Regions from separate parts of the Mus musculus genome. Here regions 2, 3 and 4 are each linked to region 1. A link is a contact called in public promoter capture Hi-C data. All regions are on one chromosome and are shown on one strand. Each heading gives the region's core, a stretch centred on a gene start, on an enhancer-like site or on the middle of the called end of the contact. The rest is flanking DNA. Distances are from core to core; before and after follow the strand shown. Region 1 holds the start of Nfxl1 (nuclear transcription factor, X-box binding-like 1). Region 2 holds the start of Ociad2 (OCIA domain containing 2). Region 3 holds the start of Ociad1 (OCIA domain containing 1). Region 4 holds the start of Fryl (FRY like transcription coactivator).

Evidence for each region. Promoter capture Hi-C pulls out the DNA fragments that hold promoters and counts their contacts.
Region 2: a contact with region 1 is called in a promoter capture Hi-C map of cranial neural crest. The contact joins the promoter of Ociad2 here to the promoter of Nfxl1 in region 1. A contact is called at or near these places in 5 of 39 promoter capture datasets (cranial neural crest, hippocampal neurons, liver and 2 more).
Region 3: a contact with region 1 is called in a promoter capture Hi-C map of pre-B cells, with 4 times the contacts expected there. The contact joins the promoter of Ociad1 here to the promoter of Nfxl1 in region 1. A contact is called at or near these places in 6 of 39 promoter capture datasets (the C10 cell line, cranial neural crest, liver and 2 more), 1 of 484 Hi-C or Micro-C datasets (pre-B cells), 1 of 115 datasets of contacts at active chromatin or transcription factors (extraembryonic endoderm stem cells) and 1 of 9 other capture datasets (adipose tissue).
Region 4: a promoter capture Hi-C map of pre-B cells shows a contact between it and region 1. The contact joins the promoter of Fryl here to the promoter of Nfxl1 in region 1. A contact is called at or near these places in 5 of 39 promoter capture datasets (cranial neural crest, liver, neutrophils and 1 more).

Annotation. Positions count from the first base shown.
Region 1 is chr5:72,556,074-72,562,953 of GRCm38.p6, forward strand. Nfxl1 (nuclear transcription factor, X-box binding-like 1) reads right to left here and starts at 3,572. Exons shown (of 23, transcript NM_133921.3): 1 at 3,516-3,572; 2 at 2,941-3,195; 3 at 99-272. The coding sequence starts at 3,193.
Region 2 is chr5:73,336,241-73,343,120 of GRCm38.p6, forward strand. Ociad2 (OCIA domain containing 2) reads right to left here and starts at 2,707. Exons shown (of 7, transcript NM_026950.4): 1 at 2,291-2,707.
Region 3 is chr5:73,288,442-73,295,321 of GRCm38.p6, forward strand. Ociad1 (OCIA domain containing 1) reads left to right here and starts at 4,353. Exons shown (of 9, transcript NM_023429.4): 1 at 4,353-4,535; 2 at 5,844-5,906; 3 at 6,485-6,565. The coding sequence starts at 5,849.
Region 4 is chr5:73,253,320-73,260,199 of GRCm38.p6, forward strand. It overlaps Fryl (FRY like transcription coactivator), which reads right to left and starts at 3,299. Exons shown (of 63, transcript NM_028194.2): 1 at 3,081-3,299.

The DNA of each region.
Region 1 (6,880 bases), core at 2,322-4,821:
ATGACCACACTAAAAATGATCCTATAGTACTTTAAATTATAAACAATATCAGAAATATCCTACTTATAGTGCAAATGTCCAAATCAGTAAGATAATACCTGTGTGAGTAGTGTATGTTGTGAATGTATTAGCAACAATTTTCCCCTGTTTTCCTTCCAAGTCTTCATCCCCTTCTTCTTCAGAGGAAGAGCTGCAGTGCTCCTCCAACAGCTTTCTGGCTGCAGCTTGATTGGACTTCTTGATCTCCTCAAATTTCTTCTGAGACATTAGTTCTGCTTGACAAACAAAAAGAGTTTCATTTCTGCAAATCCGTGTCCTCGCAAACCATGCTGTAGAATGACACCTCTTTTTTTTTTTTTTCCGGATCAGTAAGATTCCAGTTTATTTGACTACTATATCAATTTTAAGCACACATTTGAAAGTCACCCTTAGAACATCATATCTTCTTACAAATTGTGAGGGGGGAAAAAAATCTAATTCCTTACTACAGAACCAAAGAAAACAACACAATAAACACTAACTTTAGAAGTAGCCTACCCAAAAGAATCAAGTGCTATAGATGCAAAGACTAACAAACTAATGACATGTTCTAAAATACAGTCATGGTACTCAACACTTCACGAACAGCCTCTAAATAAAAACACCAATAAAAAAATTAATGGGAATGAGATGTTAAACAAGCCAGGCATGGGCACATGCCTCTAACCCCAGCAATCTGTAGGCAGAGGAAGGTAGATCTCTTAGGGCAACATGGTCTACACAGAGAGTTCCAGGACAGCTAAAGCTACATAATAAACTCAAAAAAAAAAAAAAAAAATTATACAAACCAGGTATGGCAACAACACACATATTTTTTTCCTAGCACTTAAGAGACATAAGTAGGTGAATCTCTGAGTTCAAGGCCAGCCAGGGTTAGCTATGTAGTAAGATAGTCTTACAATGTCTCAAAAATAAATAAATAATAAAAATCATTAAAATACATTATACAGTCTGACTTAGGAGATGGGGACTATACTCAGTGGAAGCACGCCAGGGTGACAGGAGGTAGTGCTTCTTCAAACCAGTCTCAGGAACCCAGTCCAGCCCCCAAAACCTTTACAATGATAATATCCACGGTTTCTCTACTGCGTTTATTAGCTGCTTCGTAGGAGGCTCAAAGCTTTCCAGCCTTCAAAGTGAAATTGATATTTTTGTGGTCACACAAGATGTTAATACAAAAAAACATGCTTCTAACAATTTCACTCCCCCCTCCAAAAAAAGTAAAGTGGGATTGAATTGTTCTACTATTATCCAGAAAAGAGATGCTAAATAACACTTGTTCCCAAGGAGACTTCCAGCTTCTGAGAGTAAGAATCCTGGCGCTTGTATGTACTCCAGCTAACAAGTGCAGTAGACAGCAATGGTGTTTTAGGAAAAGACTCACAAGCTTGCTCAATTGTATGCACTGGTGCTCGTGTTTAGAGAATTTTAAAGTTTACTATTCTAAATCACTAACTAAAACATACTTCATTCGTCAGACACCACCAAAATGAATCTCATTTTAGTTGATGTATCTGTACTTAAGGATATTGTACCCTTTCTTTCCCTCAGGAAATGTTTTCCTTTTCTTATTGCAGCTAATTTGAGTGGTGACTATCAACCAAAACAGACTGTTTTGGGTAAAAACGGAAGATAATGTATATGAGGCTTTCTTTAGAAATCTTTGAGAACACAGAAAAAGAAGAGCAGTAACTGCTGTGAGACATCTCAAAATTACAAGGAGGTCATTAATCTCTGGGAATGAGCCGGGGGGGGGGGGTTGTTAAAAAAAGCTGAATTGGGAAGAGATGACACTTGGTACATGTATGTACCTAGTACCATTTGGAAGAATGTCACCACACAAAGTGACCAGGTAATTGTCTTAACTTATTCCTTCCTCACAAATGTCAACTACTATATACTTTATACTATACACTATACACTATATACTATATACTATATACTATATACTATATACTATATACTATATACTATATACTATGTAGAGAATGCTTGCTTTCCTACTATCCACAAAACCCAAGCCAGCTTACCAACTTGTTCATAGGTCTCTAAATAGCACACTGCACCTCTATGATTAACTGACCAATTGCCAGCAAAATCAACGCAAACTAACTTTCAAGTTACCCTGGGAAACCCCACGCAGAGACTCAATTTTGCTCCTAGCAGGAAGGGAGAACTGATGCAATTCTACTATAATTTCAGAAATAAAAATTTTAAACCTCTTCTGAAAAAATACCTTCCAAACACAAAACACTTTCAGGGACCACTCTCTTTTATCTGGAGTGTTATGTATAAACACTCTCAACGTCGCCCTAAAAGATCTTGGACCAAGGCTATTGGCAAATCCATCGTGGCAACACCTGATACATCATGGAAAGACATGGAATTTCTGCACTGGGATCAGTTAAAAACAACAACCAAAACGCTTACAGGGTCCAAAAAGTCAGGTAGCCTGGGAAAGATGGCTATCAACAACTGGTCTTGAAAGTCGAGTTGATTAATGAAGAATGGAGTTCCCAATCTGTTCGTAAATGGAATTCTGAGACCTTAGCCTAGCTTGCTGTTACCATACACACAGATGCGAAAGCACAAGGTCCTATTTTACGACAGATGTTAAACATCTTAGATTATAAAAGAAAACAAACTCTGGCGATCCATTTACTGAGTTAACCAAATCAGCTGCACACAATTGAAGAAAGTGACTAACAAAGGCAATTATCAATTAAAATGAGGATGCAAGCGATGAGATGAAAATCTGCCTGAATGGAGACGGTTCCCTGAGACTAAACTCCGGGAGCTGTTAAAAAGTGAATGAGAGACTTGGAGGGCCCTGGCAGCCAGCGATAAGTAGGGAAGTGACTTGGGGAGTTTGGTGGGGCGGGAGACCCGAGCCATCCTCACCTGAGCCATCCTCACCCCGGGCCCCCGGGGGCTGCGGGGCTTCGCCTCCAGCTGAGCGCTGCCCGCGACCCGCAGGGGCCAGAGCTGCTGCTCCCCCGGGGCCGGGGCCCGAAGACACCGCGCCCCCAGACCCTTTGGCTCGCCCTCCTCCAGCGCCACCAAAAGGGACTCCATTTCCTGAGAGGGGCACTGCGGTGGCCCGTCCTCGGGCTCGGCCTCGGCCAGCGGCCACCTGGCGCCAGGGAGCGTCCATCCCTGCAGCGGAGAGATAAAGGAGAAGGAGCGTGAACGGGCGTCCGAGGATGGAGGCGGCTGCCGAGGGACCGCAGGGTCAGGCTGGGTGCGGACGGACCCCGCGACACGGAGACCCGGGTCTGAGGAGGTTGCGGCCCTGTGTCTCCCGAGGGCGAGTCCCGCCAAGCCCAGGCTCGAGCGACGGGCGAGGAGGGAAAAGACGGAGGGCAGAAAAGAAGCACGGAGCCACGAGGAGCCCACCCGGGACAGGAAAAACCCAGCCACGGGAAATTCTCCTCAGCCTCAGGAGAAGTGCGGTAGGCACAGAAACGCGAACTGACCGTGCGGCCGCGGCCGCGGCCGGGAACCAACTGCTGAAGTGGACCGCACCGAAAAGCTACGTCTCCTTACCGACGGCGCCCACCGCCAGGGACTACAACTCCCAGAAGCCTCCGCCCGCGGACCGCAGAATGCGTGGCAGCGAGGCAGCTTTTTTTTTTTTTTTTTTTTTTCCCGGAAGAGACGAAGGAATGCTCAGTGCGCATGCGCGGTCGTTCGCGGCCTTTGGGGAACTACATTTCCCAGAGTGTTCCGAGGCTCATGAAAAGTAGACGCCTCCGTTGGTGGGCGTGCCGGGAGCATGCTGCTACTGGCGGCTGCTCCCAGGAAATACGCGAGGTTTCAGGATTCAGAGAGGGCAAAATTCACAAACAGTTGTTCTCGCCATAGTCTTGCTGCTTGCAGGTAGCAGGCAGGTCCTCGTCCAGGAAGTACTTAGAAAACAGAAGACGCCATGGGGAGCAGGATCAGAAGAGCCACGGGAGCATTGTAGGAAAAAATGGTTTGAGTGGAGAAAGCTTTCAGAACTCACAATGAAATCTAGCCCCTAGTATTAACCACCTTTTATACTTTAAAACAAGCTTTCCCTTAGAGACTGCTTCTTTTCCTTTCAAGGCTGCTCCCTCCAGTAGATTCATTAAGGAAAATAACTGAAAGCCAGCAGCTAATCTTTACGTATAGATTGCAGAAATTCATTTAGTGGTCTCTTGGAAAATGAGCTGAATTTTTGTTGATATTTGAAGTTATACAATCCTTAAATTACCCTTCAGCTTAGTTAATTTCCCAACATTTACCACAAATATATTTAGATGCCATTCAATGTGTCCAGGAGTGTACAAAATATTTACATATATATGTGTGTGTGTCTGTGTGTGTGTGTGTGTTTGCACATATACAAAGTTTTACACTTATAATTTATTGAGATGAGTTTTTTTAATATTATCTAGGCTGTTCTTGAACTCATGATTCTCTCACCACAGCCTTAGAAGTTGTTGGGGCTCCAGGCCTTCATCATCATGTCCATTGTGTCAATATTTTTTTTTATTCAAAATAACCTTATTTATCATTCCAATTTTACCACTGGGAAAACTAAAGCATAGAGAGGTAATTGTGCTGAAACTAAGCTTTAATTCTATCATGTTTTTAATTTCTTGTACATAGGTATTACATCATGGCCTATAATTCATCCAAAACCAGTAAATGTCGAGGGAATATTGAGGTGGCTGATGATAAGGAGACCCTCATAGAACCTTGGTGTGTAGCACAGATCTGCGTTAGCACATTGTCCAAATCTCCATACTAAACCTTCCTGAGAACACATTCCCTCCAGTCCTCCAAACATTAGTTATAAACTATTCTAATATTTATCGAGAGCTTCAAACAAGCATTCCTTCCTTTTCTTTTACATACCTGTTTAATAACATGTGGAGTCTCATCATTGAAACCAATTTTTAATAAATAAATGACACCAAAAAAATCTTTTTCAACACTCCAGCAGGGCCTGGGTTGCAACTAGGTAAAGTGACTCCTGGCCTCCTCTCTTAGACATATGATGATTGTGTAATTCTCTTTAATGTTCTGCATCTGCAATGTCCTGATAAGCCACGTGGAAACTAGTTACTCCTCGGCCTTTGTAATGAAACCTGTAAGTGGCTGGAGGTTTAAGTCAAGGGGTATGCCCTTGAAGGATTCTCTCTCTGTCTCTCTCTCTCCCTCCCTAACTCCCTCTCTTCCTCCCTCTTTCCCTCCCTCTCTCCCTTTCTCCCTCCCTCTCTTCCTCTCTCTTTCTCTCTCCTAGAGGTATGAGATTTGGCCCCCACCACACATGCCTAGAATGATATATCATTTAACCACAAATACAAATCAGTGAAGCCAGTCTTTTAAGATTGAAACCTCAGGAACCCATAGACCAAAGCACACTTTTCCTTTTTTTAAGGGAGTTTATCTCAGGAATGTGATATGGTTCATAGAAAGCTGGAAAACACATACGGCTATTCCAATTATATTGGAGTACTTTAAAAGGCAAAAACTTCACCTATTCAAATTTTTCCATGAATGTAATGAGAATTTATAATGATAACCACTTTGACATCAAACAATGTTATGAGCTCACTGCATGAACAAATACTATTACATCATAAGCCTTGACCATGCAGAACAACACAGGAGCATGTGTAAGTGGAGAGTACATTTTCAAGTTTTTCATGCTGCTATGTTTACTTTGAAATTTCAGATAGCAACATAAATAAAGGTTCTTTGATGTTTTTCAAAGGGCTATGGGTTTACAGAGTGAGAAATATAACTTTGAGCTTGTATTTGACTTTAATTAAAAAAAAAAACTTTTCCCACAAAAAGTTTTAAAACTTAATAAGGTGAAAAAAAGATGAATAAAGTGACAGTCCCAAGCATTGGGAGTGCTCAGATTTTCTGGTAGGAGTGGAAACTGCTTAAAAGTCAAAAATAGATTTGATGTACTACCAAAGTATTATGATTAAAAAGTTCCATTTTGAAGCCAGAGTAGGTAGGTTGGGGAACAGGGGAGGGGGGGGGGCTACAGGGCAGATAGGGTATAAGGGACTTTCAGGACAGCATTTGAATTGTAAATGAAGAAAATATCAAATAAAAAATTGTTTAAAAAAAAGCAAGCAAGCAAACAAACAAAAAAGAAGTTCCATCCATTTCTGGATATATACCCAAAAGAAAGCAAAACATAACTACACACATAAATGCATATACCTGAGTTTGTTGGAAGGATGTTCAAAATAGCTCCAAACTAGAAGCAATGTGACATTGGCCTCTGTCTGTTTTCTGTTGCTATAACAATACACGAGGCCACAGATGAATTCTGGGTAACTATGAGTGCCTTAGTTAAACTTAACAGAACAGAGATTTATTCTTATAGCTTGGGAAAGTGCTAGAAGCTGGTGAGGAACTTCCTGCTGGGTCATAACATGGCAAGAGACATTAAATTGTTAAATAACAAGAAAATCAAGCTCTGGCCTCTCTCTTTTAAAGCCATTAATCACACCATGGGGCTGCACCTTCGTGACTGCATCTAGCTGGAATTACCTCCCAAAGGTTTCAGCTCCAAAAACCATCAAACTATTAATCCAGGTATTAAGTTTATATAATGTATTTGGGGTGCACACTTTAATTATAGCACAACCCTAATGTCATCAGACATTAACTGTCGCTTCTGTCTCCAACCAGCAGAAAATAGCGATGACACAGCATTCTTCTCAAAGCAGTTTATTCAGGAACCTTTCAACATGCAAGCAGGAATCTCTCTCTAGCCCCCAATCGCAGTCCCTTATATAACCCCTCAACCATGCCCCATCTGCCCAGTCCGTGTAATCTCAGTTCATTG
Region 2 (6,880 bases), core at 1,457-3,956, 780 kb after region 1:
GGCAAGTGCCTTTATCCACACACACACACACACAAAAAAGATTTAAAATTTGTAATAATGTATCAGTGTTAATGGAGGTCAGAGAGTCAAATGCCCTGGAGCTGGGGTTACACATATACAGCTCTAAACCTCCTAATGTGGGTGCTGAGAATTGAACTTAGGTCTCTTTAGTCTCTAAATCTCAATTTCTAAAGACTCCCCAATACACACCTATACATCCTGTCATGGACCCACACTAACCAACAGTGATGGGTTTTATTGTGCACATGTTTTACTGCCTACAAACTAGGTCTTTAAAATGTCTCAAAGTGTTATTAAAAGTTAATAAGTATCCAAATGTGTGCTGAGTGTCAGTGATATGCCAAGGAGGCCATGAAAGCCAAAGTAAACTCACCGTAGGAGGAGCACAGGCTAAAAGGGGGGCTACTGGTAAGTCAGCAGTTATTCACTAGGAGAAGGTCCAAGAGGCAAGAACAGGGAATAATAAAGGTCTGTCCCAGCCATCACTGTACTCCTGAGCTTTCAAGGGTTAGAGTCGGGGAGTCCGGGAGCAGGGCGGCATGTTTAGACAGCGATTAACCTGTCTAGATAAGAAACCCAAGACCCAAACTGAGATCTTTTCCAGACGCATGAAGGTGAGAGATTTGGCTTAGGAAATATTGGACTTGGGAGCTGGGGGGTAGTTGGGTACAAACCCTTTATTCAGTAAAGACTAACGTATTTGGGGATCTGGCTCTGGAATTTCCGATTAGGGAAGGCTGGAGAGATGAATTTGACAATGGCCATCATAGGGATGCACGTTAAAGCCAGGGACACACTCGTCTACAGAGAGTACTGGAAAATGTGAACACGGAACCCAAAGGAGGATTGGCGAGCGAATAAAAAGATCATTGGCCAAGGAGATGACTGTGAGGGAAGCACTGACAATCACCAGGGAAGAAGCCATCAGCCTCCATCCCAGGGCCCGGGGCTGGCAAAGATGGACATTCTCCAAGTGGACCATGAGCCTCATCTTCTTCCCTAGTCCTGGGCCCCATCGACTCTCCTACAAAACAGACAGCTCATATAGAATCGTATTTTCTACATTAGTAACTCAGTAGCAAGAAAAAGAAGCCCAGGGCCCCTCCCTGTACATTCCATCTTGGGTGCCTAGTGTTGTTGGGGAGTAACATGATGCTCTACAGTGTTAGATACTGGAGAGGGTAATAAGAGCCTGACTGTGTGCACCTGTCCCCATGAGATAGAGTCTCACTATGTCACTCTCGTTGTCCTCTAACTCCCTGTGCAGGCTAGGCTGGCCTCAAACTCCCAGAGATCTGTCTGCCACCCGAGTGCATTGTTAAAAGTCTGGAACAATGTCCTGCAACACACCAGTTTTAATTCTGACTTTCTTTGCAGGTCCTGAGAATTGGAATAAGGGATATAAAGTGTCTGGGCCTCCACTGTGTCATCTGAGACTTGGGCACAGCAGTCTTAAGCTGTGCAAGGATGGGGATGAGAAATGAAGACAGGACCAGGGCACAGTGATAGGTGTCTGAACAGTAGGGGAACAATTGTCAGAGTGGCTCTGGGCATCTTATTTTCTAGGAATTAAGACCCTAGGAAATCTTTGCCACCTATAGGCAAATTAGATGATTTTTTTTTTTTTTTTAAATTCCCAGTCAGACCCAGAGCCATCTCAAGAATCAGGAAGCAAGCAACCACACACCTCAGTGTTGGTGGGCTGGGTCTTCCAGAACCCAGTTGCTTGCTTTGAGCAAGCCTTACCTTCTGGGCACATGCGCGTGAACACACACGCACACACTCTCAGGTCTGGTGCCTGACCCAGTCTGTGGCGGGGGAGGGGAGGTTGGCCCAGAATCAGCTAGCTAGATTTAAAGGCTAGACCCTTCCAAGAAGGCTGCCTGCAAAACTCCAAGCTACACCCCTGCTTGGGGTCGCAGGAGTTGGTGGCACCTGGAGAGGAGCCAGGCAGGCAAGCGTTGGAGACTGGCTACGGCGGAGCGGCGGCGGTGCAGTCTGTGAAGGGCCTGCGCAAGTCCCCAGCACCCGGGAAGGAAAGCCAGCAGAGAAAGACACTGCCCCAGGCCACCTCTCCTGCCCGCACACCACCCTCTGTGGGCTCACAAGTGCGGGTGGGTGCTACCGAGGCGGAGCTGCGCACGCACGCGCACACACACACACACACACACACACACACACACACACACGACTGCAGACACCCCTCCCGCGCGCCGCACACGCCCACCGCCCCAACCCGAACCCCAGGGCCCCTCTCCTCTCCCCTCACCTTTTTTCTTGGCGATCTTTCCTTTCTTCCCTCCTTCCTCTTCCTTCCAGCGCTCGCTCCTCCCCGCACCTCTGCGCGTCGCTAGCTCAAGACTCAGCAAGTGCAGCCCGCCCCCACTTGCAGTCTCATTCTCTGTTGGTGACACTGGGAGAATCCAGCACTTTCCAGAAGCCCCCACTTCTCAGTCTCTTCCTAACACTTGCTATACTCTACCTCATTGTTTTTCACGTGACTCCGTCCTCCCAACAAAAACACAGGCGACTCCAACTGTTTCCCTGAACCCCCTCTCTGGGCGGATTTAAGCATTCACCTCAGAACAAAAGCACTGTGCTGCGGACAGCCGGGACAGCCCGGTAGGGTCCCCAACCCCGAGGGAGTCAATTACAGCCCACCTTGGTTCCTTAGCCTTCTTTTGCCAAGCTTTTACCCTCCCAATGGCTAGCCTATGAGGGGAAGGCACTGAGTGTGTGTGTGTGCGTGCGTGCGTGTGTGTGTGTGCGCGCGCGCGCGCGTATATCCTAGTATGTGTGACTATAAATGAGTGCCTATGTATGTGAGAATGTGCAAGTATATATGTGAACACATATGAGTATATATGTGTGTCTCTGTGTGTATGTATGTAAATATATGTTAGCATAAACCTGTGCCTATATTATGTGAGTGTGGGTAAGTGTATATATGAGCGTATACATGTATGTATGTATGTCTATGTAATTGTATGTGACTGAGTGTAAGTATATGTGTGTTAGTGCATTTGATGGTGTCTAGGAGTATGAGAGGGTGTGCATGTATGTGAGTGGTGGTGTGTGAATGCATGTATACATGTGTGAATGTGTATCTATGTAAATGTATGTGTGTGTTGTGAACAAGAATTTCCAGAAAGACGCTCTGTCTGCAGAGACTGACTGACTGACCAGTCTTGCAGTGCTGAGGGGGGAAATTTGGAAGTTGCAATTCCAGAGGCAACTTATATTTTCTAGCTTTAACCCCCACAACGGGGCTTCCTTACCCACCCCTCTGTCCAAACTAACATCCTGTGACTAACAGTTCATTTCCTGCTGCCCACAGAGATCAGAAGAGGGCATCGGGACCCCCCACCCCCACCCCCCGGAATTGGAGTTACAGATGCTTGTGAGCTGCCAAGCGGGTGCTGGGAACTGAACCCAAGTCCTCTGCAAGAACAACAGGTGCTCTTAGCCACTGTGCCATCTCTCCAGGCCCTGTCCTGGCCTTTTCTACCCTGGCCTCCAGCCTGGCTGGAAAAAGACCCTCTTCTCTTTCACACTCAGGAAAAGTTGTGTCCTCTCAGGGTACTTATCACCATAACAGTCCACTGGGGAAATGTACAGTGGAGAAAGCACCACCCCTGCTTGCTTTTAGTTGACTTTATACCCATTTCAGGAGGTCACCAAGCCCAGCAATGTGTCCTTTGGCCTTCCAGATCAGATTTCTGCTCAGCTCTATATACAGACATGTTAATCATTTAAAGATCGGTCCTCTGAAATTGGCAATACAAGATTGATTACGCCTCCACCTTCCTGCCCCCACCCTCCAGAGCTGGGTGGTTAAGAGCACTTGCCGCTCTTCCAGAGGACCAGAGTTAGGCTTGAAAGAACTTGAAACTCCACTCTAAGGGACAAGACTCCTTCCTCTGGTCTCTGTGGGCAGATGTGAGCACTTGCACACACATACACATGACTAAAATAACTTTTTTTTAAAAAAAAGATATTGCTGGTTTAGTTGATTCTCCATCCCTAGTAGACAGCGGCAGACTCTCCCTGTGGCGTTTCATTTTCCCTTGACCCAATTTGACTCTCAAATTAAAGGTAACGTAGGCCTGCTAATTTTATTTTCTGTTACCAGAAGTCAGAAATAAGCCCCTGTGGTGCTGTGGTTTTCAGAGCTGCGCTTTCTAAGTGTTCTTGCGAAGTAGATGAGCCATCTCCCTTACACCTCACACAAACCTTCAAAGTGGCATTTACCCTACACCATCTTGCTGCACTGAGTGTCGGAGTATGTGTGCCTCATTTGCATATCCACTTCCCACCAGAATGTTCCAGTAAAATGCTTTAAATAGCTAGAAATTACCCTTGGTCACACTTATAGCACAAACTCCTTAAATAGTACTTGGTTGGCTACTCTGGTACATCTGTGTGCAAGCATGTACCCCTTATAGCACAAACTCCTTTAATGAGCCTTGTTTGACCATGCTGGTACATCCGTGTGCAAGCGTGCTCGAAGTGACAAGGCACGAGGCAGTTCCACAAAGGAGTGACCTTCAATGAAACACTAGAATAAAAGAACCCCGGGCTTGGCCCTGAAAGTCTTACCCGTGGAATGAAGTCTGTGTTGGTCCTTACTTCAGCATTGTGTAGGGCCTGAGGATCATGGCTGCATAGCTGATACTCAGAGGTTAGTTTAGCATGTGCCAAGCTACTCAGGGCAGGCTCCAGTGTGAACCATCTCTGCAGTCCCGTGTTGTTTCCAGGCAACATCTAGATTCATTAGCTGGGCTTGCATGATTCAGCCCTCAGGTCCTCTGAGGGAGAGGCTGAAAGACTCATACTCCCTCCTTTCTGCTTTTTTGCTCAGCCTGGTCCAAACTTGGTCTGCTTCTTCATTCTCCTTTCATTTGTAAAAGACTCAGCCTTGAGGTCAGTTCGTGGAAAACCTATCTACAATTTAAGACACATAGGGGTGTAGTGACCAACATTCCTAATGACAGCTGCTAGGTACAATACTCGGTGCTAAACTTCCCTCCGTGATGCCTAGAGGTCTTCAGTCAGCAGTCCTTCCCCAACCTAAGCTTCTCCTAAGAGAAGGCCCTCCCCGCCCAACTCCTCCTCCCCCAACCTAGGCCCCCTTCCCCAAGACAGTCAATCATTCTGCAGTGGATGCCTGCCAGCCCATCTTCCCCAACTGTGCCATGTATGTCATTCCTAGTAAGTGTAACACACACCATATTTTCAAGCACCTCCCTCCAGGTACTTGGATTCTTATCTTTCATGTTTCTGTAACAAATTACCCAGGACTGACCATTTTAAAAATAAAGAATAGAGAAATAAAAATATAAAGAAAAGAGCCAGGTGTGGTGGTGTACATTTCTTTTTTGTTTTTTGTTTTGGGTTTTTGTTTTTTTGTTTTTTGTTTTTTGTTTTGAGACAGGGTTTCTCTGTGTAGCCCTGGCTGTCCTGGAACTCAATCTGTAGACCAGGCTGGCCTCGAACTCAGAAACCCATCTGCCTCTGTCTCCCAAGTGCTGGGATCAAAGGCGTGTGCCACCACTGCCCGGCGGTGGTGTACATTTCTAATCCCAGCACTTGGAAGGCAGAGGCAAGTAGATCTCTGTGAGTCTGAGGCCAACCTGGTGTACATAGCCAGTTCTAGGATATCCAGAGCTGCATAATAGACATTGTCTGGAAGAGAGAGAGAGAGAGAGAGAGAGAGAGAGAGAGAGAGAGAGAGAGGCAGAGAAGCAGAGACACACAGAGAGATAGAGAATCAGAGACAGAGAGACAGAGATAGGCAGAAGAGGAGAGAGAGAGAGGGGGGAGAGAGAGAGAATATATTTTTAGAAACATAAGTTTCCAAATCATGTTTAGAAATCAACATAATTTCACTTTGGAAAACTTAAGCCAGGGCAACTCCACAGCTTCTGGTAAGGATTTAATTGGGGGGGGGGGAGGCATCATGACACAAAGCCAGAGCACAGGAGCTAGGCTTGGTAATTTCTTTTATAACAACTCCCTCACAAGAACTAAACACGGTCCCATGAAAACAACCTTAATGCTGTCTGTCCAAGAGTGGCCCTGTGTCCCAGTACTGCCACTCTGAGGACACAAAAACCCTTGAGGATTGGTGTGTGTGAAGATTTCCCTCAAGTCACTCCCCAAGTCACGGCAGTATCTCCAGGTCTCAGGTTATCTCTAGCAGAAACTCACTGCAGACCTGTGGGAGGGGACAATGACTCAATTACACAGCCAGGAGGTAGCAGGGCTGCAAGCCCAGAACCCCTTGCTTCTTCACACCACCACCTGCTGTCCTCATGGCAGAACCAGCAATGTCACTCACCGTCACTTTCTCCCTCTTGTAAGCCCCTTGAGGGCTGATCTGTCGGGCGAACAGCCTATGTATGAGTTCCTGAATGATACAGGCAACCTGAACTTAACTCAGTATGTGAGAGACGGGTAATGTGTACTTAGTTCTGGGGCGTGCTTTCGGGCATCTTAGGCATCCATGAGATGGTAGGGGCAGTCTTTATCCTGCCATGGTTTTCCCTGTCCCAACTCGCCATTTGCCATCTGCCCAGCTCTCCAAGAAGGTTCTGTGAATCACAGGGTCTTATGAGTCACTCGTTGCTTCTCTGAGGAGTAAATAAGGTCAAATTTCATACTCTCAGATCAGCTCATGTCTGTGGGGTGTCGCACGGAGATGGACTCGGGGTCTCTCTTCCCCGACAGACTGAGCTGGCTGCCAGCCCAGTTGCCAGCACCGAGCCTGGCTTTGGAGCCATCCACCCGGGGCTCCTCTGGCTGTGGGAACAGCATCTGGATTTGATGCGCAGACTCTCAGCTATAGACAAAGCTGGCC
Region 3 (6,880 bases), core at 3,103-5,602, 730 kb after region 1:
CACTGTGAGGGTGCGCTTTAAGAGCTTCCTCCTAACTACTTGAATGCCTTCTTCTCCTGTTTGCCTTTGGTATAAGAGGTTGAATTCTCACCTCCTCCTGCACCATGCCTGCCTGGCAGCTGCCATGCTTCTGCCTTGATGATAATGGCTGAACTTCTGAACTTGTAAGCCAGCCCCAATTAAATGTTGTCCTTATAAGAGTTGCCTTGGTCATGACGTCTGTTCACAGCAGTAAAACTCTAAGACAACTGTTATTCAGAAATCTTTCTTTTCAAATACATATTACAGTGAAAACAATCCTCTGAAATCCAGACTCTCTTAGATGTGGAAGAAAGTCTCTTTCACTAAGACTTGAATAAGAGCTGTGTCTTTGTGGTTATAACAAAGTGGACAGATTCATATTTGACCACAACACCCAACACACTGACGTTGAAATAAAAACCAAGGAATATCAACAAACAATCGACGAAAACTGAGATGTTTTTAAAATAAGAAGGCTTACATTGTCTTTTAGAAATGGCTTCTTCTTAGAACACTTACATATGTGCAGTATCCGTGCCCGTGTGCACTTGAGTTCACGAGTGTGAAGGTGCCCTCACAGCCACAGCCACATGTGACTCTAGGTAACTCTGTATCCCGCAAGCTGTTGCTCCAGCTTCCTGATTAATAGTGTTTAAGCGCAGTCTCATTCCTCAGTGGCTCTCTCCAACAGAAATGGTAAATGCAAGGACCATCGAATATTTAAAATGGCAGTTTGCCAACGTTTAGAAACTCAAAAGTCTTTTTCCTTATCAGCAGGCATAAGTATTATGAAAACCCAAAGGAACCATGAATCTATATGAATTCTATATTTCAAGAATGGCACAATAATAAGGGGGGCTGTACACTGCATTGCTAGAGCAACCCACCCCAGCTATACTGAGTCAGATATGGAATCAGTGTGAAGCCTGAGCTTTGGGTTCTCTTGGACAGTTTTTGCAGCTGCAGCAGCGCCTTCCATGAAGCTCTCTCTTGCTTCTACAAGAAAGTCAGTTGTTGGCTTCAGGTAGCATTTTGTCTAAGCTCCATCCCACAGTTACTTGGCAATAGCCAGGTATGCTCCACCCCACGGTTACTCGCTGTAAATCTTTTTCCTTTTTAGCTGCTCTCAAAAAGTTGCTGGAAATACAGACACAGGGGTCTGTCCAACGTCTGGGTGAGCGCACAGAACCTTGTAGGTTGACTGGGATACGGTCATGAAGTACCTGTCTACCTTCTATTTCCTCCCTCACCTTCTCCTCCCGCCATTTTCAATCCCTTCTCTTTGCCTGCAGTTTATGTTTGTGAACAAAGCCAAGTCTGTACAGGTTTATAAAACAAAAGCTACCCTTCACTGAGTTCTCATATTTTCCCTTAACTACCATTTAGATATGCCTTCTTCAAAGAGCTAAACTTCTGGAAAGACTAATCAATACTTTTCCACACATTGGCACTGGCTGTTCTTTTCCTAGTACATTATAATCTGGATTTATTTTGCCCTACCCTATAATCTAGATTTGAATGAAATAATACTTGGAAACGTTATAAATAACCTTACTGATGCAGTTAGTAGCTGACTCACAGTCCTTATGAACATTTGGTTTGACCACATTCTCCTTTCGGGGATAGTCTTTGACTCTGGCTTCTATGACATTGCATTTTTTTGAACAATACAGACCTCCTAGCCTCATTAGTAGGCAAATAAAAACCAGATTTTGCATTAGTATAGAGCTCTCACTCAAAAGGACTTCTAATTCTTTTCTTTCTCTCCTTTCTTTCTTGCTTTCTTCCTTTCTTTCTCCCAGAAAAAGAACACAAAATGCATAATTTGCCAAAAGCATGTAAATAGTAGACCTCTGTCTTGTAATTGCATAGTCTATGAACTTTATAGTGATTTCTTTCTAATGATTTCTAAGAACTGATAAGGCAAAATACTTACCCTCATAGAACACAACTGCAGATACATTGAATAATTGTTATTTTTAAACGATGAAGAATATAGAGAAAAACACCCAAAGTCAAGCTCTGGCCTCTAAACATGTATGTACAGGTAAGTGTGCCCTTCCACATACATAGGCAGGACACACACACACACACACACACACACACACACACACACAAGTGCAACAATAATAATTGCAATTTTAAATCTTAAAAATCCATCCAGCACTGAGGAGATGACTTAGCAAGTCACACAAGTCTTTTTTGTTTGTTTGTTTTGTTTTGTTTTTTGTTTTTTCCAGTCAGGGTTTCTCATGTAACCCTGGCTGTCCTAGAACTCACTCTGTAGACTAGGGTGGCCTTGACCTCAGAAATCCACCTGCCTCTGCCTCCCAAGTGCTGGGATCAAAGTTGTGCGCCACCACTGCCTGGCAGTCACACAAGTCTTACAGCCTGAGTTTGATCCCCTGATCCCAAGGTGGAAAGAGAGAACCAACCCTGGAAAAATCTCCTTTGACCTCCACAGAGTGCTGTAACACACACACACTAATACAAATTAAAATTAAAAAAAGAGTGCAGCTAAAAAGGGAAACTTTGATGTCACTGAAGTCAAGAAGAAATTCATTAGATTGCTTGAATTTTTATGAATTAAGGAATACTCTGACATATTCCTTTAATAATGGTTTCACAGTAATGTCTAACAGGCTAACAGGGCTGGTGCTATACCTTGGAAACTAAGGACACTTACTGTCCTTCAGATTATCTGGGTTCAATTTCCTACACCCTCATCAGGTAGCTTACATCTGCCCGTAACTCCAGTTCCTGTACCTGTGGGGGTATACATGGTACACATAGACTCATGCAGCCACACACAGAAATAAAAATAAATAAATACTTAAAAACAAATAAAGTGACTTCTGAAAAACAAAAGTAATATCTAACAGGTAAAGCTGGGCTGATACCGCCTTGGCTATTTGCTCAATGAAGATATTTGAAAGAGTGCTTGTTAAAGACTCTTCCAGGGATGTCTCTATTCCTCTCAAAGAACAATGGCAAATGGAAGGAATAATTCCATCAAGTCATGCTTGGTGAACTAATGAGCTTAATTAAAGTTACTTTCCAAATCATGGGCAGCTTGCCAGCTATGCCTCTTAATACATCTTTCTCCCAAGCATATATGCTCAATTTTGTACCTTTGAGAAAAGGATGTGCCTCTGAGCTCTTGACTCTTCAGGAGGGCATGTTCGTGGAAGCAATCTTTTGAGGGTCTCCAGTGGGTACACCACAGCTGCTCTGATCACAAGGATGGAACCCAAGGCTTTCACAGCTGAGCTTAAAGTTCCGTGATTTCTGGTGATCCCCACGTTCCTGGTGCCATAGCAAGGGTCTAAGATGGTTAACAAATCCTATCGCCTTTCTCCATTGGATGGGCATCAGCTTCCAGGAAGGCTTTGGAGCTCACCCAAGTTATGTTTGAGTTCGTCCTTAGTGTGGGGTTCAGGAGCCATAGAGGTCTAGCCATGACTCCGGATTCATGTTTTACATGACTTTCTCTCTTAAATAAGCATACAGACAAGTTCGTGGATGCCATAGAACCAGTGAAAAACATATGAAATGAGGAATGGTGGGAAGTCTGACAATTATAGGAGTTCATAACTTCGTGGGCTGGAGCTATCAGAGGTATCAACGATATACTTTCAGGACTTGGTTCAGTATACGCACTCAGTAAACATGCCTAGGATCAGTGTAAGAAATGAATAGTTGGTGGTTAGGAGTGGCAGCCTGAGCTCTGACGAAAAGTTGGTCTCCTAGCATTAAAATATAGTCTCCTGGTAATACAGCCCCAGAGCCTAAACTCCTTTTCAGACTTGTTTTAACCCAAAACTGTGAAACACACATTATTTCTGTTATTCAGATGAGTAAATTCTGAGTCTCCGAGTTGGAGTGTATCCTGACTCTAGTGTTAGAATCAATCGGACACTAGACTGGAGGTTCTGACAGTTAACTTAAGAGTTCACGCTTAAAATTCACTACCTAGCCTAGAGGCTTAAAGCATAAGAAAATTTCTGTAAATCTTAAAATTAGGGAAGTCCAAGGAAAGTCATGGGATAAGGAGGGGACTTGAGGATGGAGGGGTTCCAAAATGTCCCTACTGGCTTGTCACTGAACAGTCTCTGGGGTATGTCACAAGAGCATCGAACCTAGAGGCAGAGCTGAGCTGCAGGCCTTAACTCGCGCAGCCGCAGTGCAGCTCTGGAGCGCCGCGGCCTGGGGCGGGGTGGGGGGCGGTGAAAGGGGCGGGACTAGTTGGACGGGGCGTGATCGACATCCGTGAGTATTGAGAAACTGGCCCGCCGCTGTTTCCCAGCGCTGTCCTGACGTCATTTCCCGTCAAGGGTACTGCTTCCGGGTGTCGGCCTGCTGGCGCTCGTGTGTGGGTGACATCTTGGCGATCGCTTGGAAGCTGCCCTCTTTCCCCTCCCCGCTTCCCGCGTTGTCCGCTGTGCCTGTCTCTGGGGTCCTCTCCCGGCCTCTACCCCGGGTCCTGCTCCCAGCGTTGCCGCCTCCATCGTGAGGTGGGTGTGGTGGCGCGGCTTTCCGCCAGTCTCCCACCCTCGCCCGCAGCCGCCATTTTCCTGCCCGGAGGTGTCCGGTCGCACTGCGGGCCTGGGCTCTGCTGCAGCGCCGGTGACTCGGGCACCGGGAGACCTGCATGGAGGGGTGGGGAAAGCCGCGATGGCCGAGGTGGGGTGGCAGGTCAGGGACAGGAGTGCTGGCGTCCGCGGCTACTGCCTCGCTTGAGCCTTGTTCTTTATGATTACAGCTTTGAGCTGTAGTGATCAGACAGGTCGCACTGCCCTCCAGCCTCCCTGGGGACGAGATTTTCTTTCTTTCTTTTTTTTTTTTTTTCTTTTTTGGTAGGGTTTTGCAGTTTGAGAAGCTTCCTCTGAATGCTTCATCTGTCCAAGAGTTCAGTTTACCTTTTCTGAAACCTTTTTCTTTGAAGGGATATAGGTATGCAATAGGTGATGATTTTAGTGACTAAACGAATTACAGAAAGGTGCTTTGCTGTTGGCATCCAGTAAGTCATACTGCGATGCGTTTGTTTCAGCGAAGACGTACTCCTTATTTTGTCTGAAATGCTGAGGTCTAAGTTTAAAGGAAGGCGAAAGAATATATTTGCTCTTGGATTTTAAAATTTATTTAAGATGTTTGAAGATTACTTGGGCTGGTACAGGGAAGTTTGCCATTAGCGTAGCTACCTGCAGAAAATGTGACGTCATTATTTTTTGACTGCTGAGTTAGGGGATACAATGCAGTTTCGTTTTAATTGGAAACCTAGAAGTGACTTGAGGTTTTTCCCTAATCATTTGGATATGGTTGTAGTTTTTGTTTTGTTTTTGAGTCAAGGTACAGAATAATGTGAAATAACATAACCTAGCCTTAGAAGGGAATTTTTTTCCATTGTTTTGATGTACCCGTTTTTCAATCAAAGGGTCGAATGTGAATAATTAGTTCAGATATGTTTATGACCCTTTTTCATTCAGTTATTTTTTTATGTCAGGTAGTTGAAATGTAAAAGTCGGGGCCTGAAGAGATAACTCAGCAGGTAAGAGCACTGGCCCTTGCAGAGTTTCCAGTACCCACATGTCCTATCACAGTATCACAACCATCTGGAACTCCCAGTTCCTGGGGATCAGGTGTCATCTGATCTCAGGCACCAGGCATGTTAGTGTATACAAGCAAAGCACCATGCACGTAAAATACAACTAACTGTAAAAATGTTTAATGTTCAGTAAATATTTGTTGATTTACAGGTAGACTGGTTAGGGGGGTTTATTCTGATACTTTGTAATATTTGGATATAAATGTTTCTGATACAGGAACTATGAATGGGAGGGCTGATTTTCGAGAACCGAATGCACAAGTGTCAAGACCTATTCCCGGTAACTTTTTAAAAAATATTTATTTATTTATTATATGTAAGTATACTGTAGCTGTCTTCAGACACACCAGAAGAGGGCATCAGATCTCATTATGGGTGGTTGTGAGCCACCATGTGGTTTCTGGGATTTGAACTCAGAACCTTTGGAAGAGCAGTCAGTGCTCTTAACTGCTGAGCCATCTCTCCAGCCCCTCCTGGTAACTTCCATATTAAGTATTTATAATTTGTAACACTTTCTGGGTAAGGACATTTTATTTGCCTGAGTAACAGAAATCGGGCTGGTCTTATGGGTGTGACATAGTCACACACGCAGCTTAAATATTCTCTTGTTACTGTCTCTAAATTTCTTATTATCTGAACAGGGGTGGGGGTTTGTTTTACATATTTTCATTTAGCACCGTGTCTTGCCTGTCTGACTAGTGGGTAGTAAGAATAAATTCTGTAGGAAGTCAAAATTGATTTTAAAAATAAGTGACAAGCCAGTTGTCTTAGTTTTATTTTTTAAATGTTCTTGTTATTAGTAGACAAAGCTAACTTTTTAGGCTTTTGAGAAAATGACTTCCAATCTTTCTTTAAAAGACATAGGAGGCGGTTATATTCCGACAGAGGAGGAGTGGAGACTCTTTGCAGAGTGCCATGAAGAGTGCTTCTGGTTCAGATGTGAGTTATCCTGTCTAAGAACTGTTTTAAAGAATGTTCTTGGGTGGTTCTGTGGTACCTGTGTATGTGCATGTGCAGAGGGAAGAAGGCAGTGAGAAATGGTCTCTCTGTGTAGCCTTGGCTGTGCTCGAACTCGATCTGTAGACCAGGCTGGCCTCAGCTCACAGAGATCCTTTGCCTCTTGAATGTTGGGATTAAAGGCGTGCGTCTCCACCAACACCTGGTCCATCTTTCTCACTGAACCTGGAGTTTCCATCATTTGGCTAAATTGGCCAGCCATGAGCCCGCAGGATCTTCCGTCTCTGCCTCCTTAGA
Region 4 (6,880 bases), core at 2,049-4,548, 700 kb after region 1:
TCCGATGCCCCCAAAATAGTTCAGAGATTTGTAGTTAAAACAGTAGCATTCATACCCAATCCGCATCTAAAAATATCCTATGTGAAATACTTTACTGAACACAGTGACATTTCCCACATCATCTAGGTTTCTCCCATTCAATGTTTCTCTACCCATGATTCCAGAGTCACTATTACTGCTCTGGCAAACCTCCTCCCTGTCTTTCTCCCATGGAGAGTCATTTTAATCCCCTCCAATAAAGTTCTGAATTAGATTGTCAGCTATTTCTACTCTATTTCCTATACTTAAACACGCAGGTACTTAACAGACGCCGATGGTAGATCAAGTCTAGTTCTAACAGTTGTAATAAGTGAATGCCATTGCTGAAGATAGCTGTCCAACAGGTATTATAGACTTAAGTCACAATTTTATACACCAACAAGGAATATTGCAGCTAAGATAGATTTATCTGAAAACCACTTTTTGTTTACTGGTATAATCTTGCTCAGAAACAATTTTGTTGTTTTCCAGTGGGGATAGGGGAAGTTGAGTGTTGGGCTCAGTGGTCCTGTGCTTGCTTAGCATTCAAGAAGGCCTGGGTTCAAGCCTCGCTGTAGGAATTGTTACTGTTAAAACTAGCTCATTAGGTCTGAGGATACAGCTCAGTAGGAGAGCAGTTTGCATCATATGTATCAGTTAGAGAACAATGTATCTTCCACAGCCTTTGTAAGATAGCATCTTTTCCTGCCAGACTTCAAACAGTTCCTCTACTGAATATACAGCTACACACTGGATCTGCAAAGAAATAAGGCAGAGCGGACCATCCCAGCTCTCCCAACAATCTCTAAGCAGTCATAACTCATAGTTATCTAGAAATATGTATGCAGTACACAGAAAACAGAAAAACGCATGCCATTCAGCACATAATGCATAGGCATTTCAAAGGTAAGCACTCCTGAACACTTTCTCCTTGTGTGATCTTCTTTAAAGTTTAGAAAGTCTCTTGTCTAAATATGCCACTAAATAAGGAAGTAAAAACGGGAAATTTTAAATTTGTTCTAAACACCTCCTTCCTATAATAAGCAAGGAAGACTATGCCCACCAGGTACTTGCCTGATATTGTTAACACAGGAGAATTAAAATAATAAGGTGGAACAAAAATGGATATTATCAAGGGAATTCTCTCTCAAGTATCAATGTCTCAAGTTGGACTTGTTTCCCAAATATAGTTTCTGTGTTATTATTGTTGAGATTGGGAACGTTCAGCATTCACTCAAGAGTTCTTAGACAGTAGCTTAAAGATAAACAAATTTTAAAATCTGCATTGCCTTAAAGGAAGGAAAAAACCCACCCGGGCCAGGTGTCTCAACAAAATTCATTCTTGCAAAGTACAAAATACTGTAACAGAGCACAAGGCAACCAGGATCAGCGGCTACATTTGAAAATAAGAAACAAAAATAAGACCAAAGAATCATAGGCCGGATGCTACTTCCTTGATAAGGCTGCAGCTTGCCGCCTCCAAGCGCTCTACAAACCATTGCTCAAGAAACTGTCAAAATGAAGGCTTATGAAAACATTCTTTTCTAAATAAGGACTCCAACAAGGGATGTGTTGTTTCTAGCTATGATTTCTGCTGCAAGTATTGACAAGTTCAACACCGGCAGAATGTTCACAGTGCAAAGACCTCTTATTTGATTCACCAATAGCAAGAGTGCCTGCCTGCAAGTAGTTACAATGCCTGCATTCAGTAGGGGAGATCAACTTTATGGAAGGCACCTGCTAGGCGGAACAGCAGTTTATAAAACCAACTTTTATTTCCATCAAAAGTTGTTCATTGTTCCCCCCCCCCCCCAATCCTACAGACCCTTCTACCCTCCTCGAAGAGCTTCTGTCGTGGAGTCCCGGTAATACTTTCCCTAGTTCAAAGGTTAAAGCACATTTAGTTCTGTCTGAAGCTCTAGCCCCTCAGCCATTCCCCCACCCGTTTATTTATTCTTTTATTAACACAGCAACCTGGGACTTATATCCTCGAAAGTCTACAAGCAAAGCGATTGTAGGTAATGAGGAACAAAGCTGGACTAGTAGTAAAGCATTCAGGCCCCAGATCGCCTTAGATATCGGCCTCTGCAGACGCAAGAAACGAGGCTCGGCCGGGCCGGGAGAACCTGCCGCCCGGAAGCAACAACTCCCATTAGAAGGCAAAGAAAAGTTGCACGGCTGAGCTCCGGACCGCGAGGAGCCAGCGCCGGTGTCTGCGAAGCCGGTGGCCCGGGCTGCACAGGCCCGGCGGCGGGCGGTGACTTTGGCGTCCGCCGGGCCGACCCCGGCTCCGGAAAGGCGCGGGTCCGGGGGTGCGCCGTCGCTTCAGGCGGAGTGGGCTCTGCGCCCAGGTCCGCACCCCTCCCAGCACCGCAAGCAGTGGGCGGAGAGACGCGGCGGAGGATCGCGGACAATGCCCGGCCGGGCCGGCAACCTCGGCGCGCAGCGCGAGCCCGCCGCCTCTCCTCCCGAGGCCGCCTGCCGGCACCTTCAGCCGGGTCGGATGATCAACCCAGCAGTAGCGCCTGCCGCCACCGCCCCGCCGCCCGCTTCCTCGCCGGGCGGTTCCCGGGTCGCGGTGAACCCGCGGCGTGCGAACCAAGCCGGCGCGCCGAGCGGCGCAGGGAGCGCGCTCAGGGCAGCCGGGCGCGCGGGAAGAGCGGAGCGAGCGTGGAGACGACGGCGCGCGACCAGGGCAGCCGGGAGCGCGGGGAGAGCCGGGCACGGGCCGGGAAGGAGGCGCGCAGCAGAGCGGGGCGCGCGGTGCTCCCCCACGGGTCTGCCGCAGCTCCGACGGGCTTTCGGTTGACCCCGGCTCAGTACCGCGCCCGCGTCCGTTAGGAGCCTCCCCAGTCGGCGCCGCAGCCGCCCATCCCGGTCCGCCTCCCTCGCGGCTCGCAGCAAGAAGGGCAGCCGGGCCAGGGCCGGGGACCCGGGATCCCACGGCCGACGGTCGGCGGGCATCCCGGATCCTACGGCCGACGGTCGGCGGGCATCCCGGATCCTGCCCCCGCGCTGGAAGAGAAAGTGAAATGAAGCGCCTTTCCCCAAACAGCACCTACCAGGTCCCCAGTCCCGTGCAGCTGCCTCGTTCCTCCAGCGCCGCCGGTCCCCGCCCTCGGGCCCCAGGCTCCGTTCTCTTTGACAATGGCGCGTCCCCTTTAAGGAATAATCCGATCGGGACCGATTCGTGGTTAAACCTCCCTCCGACTCTGATTTTAACCGGATTTCTGTCTCTCCCAGAGCCCGACGGGCGCCCGGCAGTGCTGCGAGCTCTGCCCACCCCTTCTCTGCCCCGCCCACCCACTCGCCTTCCTGATTGGCGAAGGATACTACACCAGGAACAGCGGTCCTCGCCCTCCACTGGCCGGCCTCCCCGCCGCTCAGAGTTTCCCCACCTTCGCCCCGCCCCCTCCCCCGGGTTGGACCTACCTCTAATCACTCTCGGTCCTCGCCTCCAACGTTGCTTTGGAGAACTGGCAGTCACGGCTCACCCTCCCGCCTCCGGAAAGCTAACTTTATTTTTATTGGTAGAAAGACATCTTCCTGTGCACCTGATTGGGTAAGAAAAGGCAAGTCTGCACGCCCCTTACCTTTTATCACTCTCCCTGGACGGCTGAAAGACAGTCGTAAAGTCTTCCCTATTTTGGCACCCTCAAAGCCTCTGTACCTTTAAATGTTGGTAGAGGTCGAGCACAAACAACCTATACTGAGGAAGGCGGGAAAGAGAGGTGGAAAGGATGCAAAAATCTTCAGATAAAAAGCACACCACAGCAGCTGCGGGATCCTGAGAGCCCAATCCTATTTCGTGAATGGAGTGAGAACACCTGAAATCCTAATACTGGCTCCTGAGAATTAATCAAGTTCACACTCCCTGTCTACTCTGCTCACATCCTTGACTTCCTGGCTTTACGCACCCGGAAGAATTAACGAAGGTGTCTTCAAACCCAGGGGTTTCCTTGTTTATCTTGCAATAGGACGTTCAGAAAAGCGTTAAGTTCTTCCCATTAGAAGTTCCGTTTAGGTCACGTCCTGTGTGTCATACTGGCATTTGCGCGGGACTATGCTATTTTTTATTATTTTTAAAAATTGTTTGGAAAGATTAAACATATATTCCTCTTTGCTGATATTCTCAAAGTTCCTCTTGTTACAAATGTGGACACCAGAGGGCTAGTCTTTGAAGGACAGTGGCACCTTTCCGGGGAAAGCACATCTACCCAAAGGAAGAGGGAGAAGTCTCGCCAGGAGAAACCTGAGTGGCAGAACCCTGCTCATTAAAGGAGAGGAATCCTGCGACAACCTCGGGATCTGCATTAACTTAGCACCAGGTTCCTACCCCAGATATAGGAAACGAAGGTTATTTCCAAAAAACCTGAGTGTGGTTATGGCTTTCGGACCCGCCAAGAAATAGTAAGGAACAGGTTAAGTGTTCTCTCTATTTTCTATGGTCTTTGATACTTTTGACGATCCTTTGACGACGTCAGAGGATCCCTACAGGTGCAGCAGTCACCTCCAGTAGTGCCAAGAAAGTGGCTGTGCCCAATGCCGCCCTAGACCAGACCAGCTTAGAGAGAGGGAAATAAGCATAGACAGTTGAGAGATAAGGCTTTTTTCCTGAACTCAGAGAGCCATTATTATCGAGGAGCAGTAAGAGAGGCGGGACTTGATTGGTGTTTGCAGGTCCTTCCTTTTAAATTGTTTGTACATTTTTGCAGCAGTGGGAATGAATTTAGGGACTCATGCATTCAAGGTAAGTCCTCTACCAGTGAGCTAAAGTCTCAGCCCCTCACGATTGTCACACGCTGAGACAAGAGATGGGAACCTAGCTGTTTTATAAGGCCTTCACAAATACAAGCACCCAATTACGGCCTTTAACTAAGCCCCCTTTCCAACCTACTCCTCCAGATACAGTCATCCCTCTTTCCCATATCTGCAAGGGAATTTCTTCAAAGACCCCCCACCCCAGGGATACCCTAATCTTCCGTTATTCAGGTCTCCTATAAAATCACATGCCATTGACATGTAGCATGCAGAGTCCTCTACATATTGAAAATAAACGCTGGAGTGTCTCTAATAGCTAACACAATGTCAGTGCTATGGGACTCACTATTGTACTGGATCACTGAGAGAATGATGACCAATAACATCTATGCATGTCCAATGCAGACGTGATCAGGGTGGGACTTGCTACATAGTGCACGCCAACAATAATTTAAATCCCTCGTCCTCCCAATATTTTCCATCCATGCTGACTAAATCTGAATGAAGACAAGGAACCTGAACTTGTATGACTTCACACTTGTACTCACTTATACCTGTACATGTGCGCAGTCAACTGTATGTCTGTGTAACCATCCTTAGACGTGTAGGCACATATGTGTTCTTTTTCAGGATGCTCATTTATTGCTTATACACTTGCCTTTTGGGTGTGTGTTGGGTTTTTCCTTGGCTCTGTTTTGTTTCTCAGTGCCAGGGGTGGAATTCAGAGCCTTGTGCACGTTAAATACACACCCTGCTGCTTAGTTATAATCCTAGCTCTTCGATAAGCTTTGAGGCGTCTTCTGGCTTCTAGTCATCCACGAGACTATAGTAGAAAAGACTGTTGTAATACTCAGGAGAGAGGCACCTGGTGTAAGTGTATACACAGCTGTAGCTTTTGTGTGGATCTCGGTAAAGTTTTTCAGCTCAGTCTAAGCCCCTGCTTTATGAGGTCCAGCTAACCGTGCTCTGCTCTGCCCCAGCACCCGGGGCTCGTGGCCTCAGAAGGCCGGCCGTAATTACTTGTAGGCTCTCTTTTTCTTTAACTGACTGTGGCAAGTTTATCACCTTTCACACAGAGTTATTTTAAGATTGTTCTGCGCTTATCCATGACAGACCTATTCAGCCCATTTCAGCCCACACACATGGCATGGAGGCTGGTATTGAACTCACTATATGGCTGTAGATTTCCTAGCACTCCCCGTCCTCCTACCTCCATCGCACCACATGTTGGGATTACAGGCATATACCACCATGCCTTCCTAGGAAGAGTGGTTTTTAATGTTCTATAGCACAATTGGGTACATACAGTTGACAAACAAACAAACCAGTCAATGGAATACTTCAGGATAGGTAGTCGAATTTATGCTCTCAACAGTTAAGAAATGATACTTGTGTCGGGAGGAGACAGAAACACCAATCACCCTAGGTGGATCTTAATATATTAAACGCAGCTGAAAAATAAGTGTATTTGCTATCTTTAAGTTTAAAATTAAAATGCATATTTTGAAAATAGCACAAGAACAAAACTTCTGGGAAGATTCCTTGGTTTCTTAGAGAAGGCCCAGGTCTCCCACTTTCCGAGTTTAAATGTGTTTTCCCGTTAACTAGCTGACATCCACTGAGAGCAGCACTGAAACCAGCACTTACCAGTTTACAGTCCAGCCTGTTCTACTGACTGAGACATAAAAGGCCCCGCACTGGACTTCCTAGATGGATTTCCAATTCCATCCTGCTTACAATACTGTAGGGGTGTAGACATGTACTGGGTATCATCTAAGCACTTGGACAAAACAAAGAAGCCCCTTCATAACCTGACTCCAGGCCTCCTCTCAAGTTTCTTCCTGATCATTCCTCCTTGACAGTCAAGCCTCAGTGCCTGTAGCCATATGGTGTCCTCTGTGAGTCTCACCTTCCCTCCTTTCCTTCCTGGAGGACTTTCCTAGCCATCCATCGAGTGGCTGGCCCAGGACAGGGCTTTGCTTTCCTTATGAGGCCCTCCCTGATTTATTCTTGGTGCGACTTTCTTACCACGTGGGTACTGTCCTAATGACAGGCCTCACACTGAAGACAGAAGCGAGACGCTTCTCTTCTGTCTCTTTCA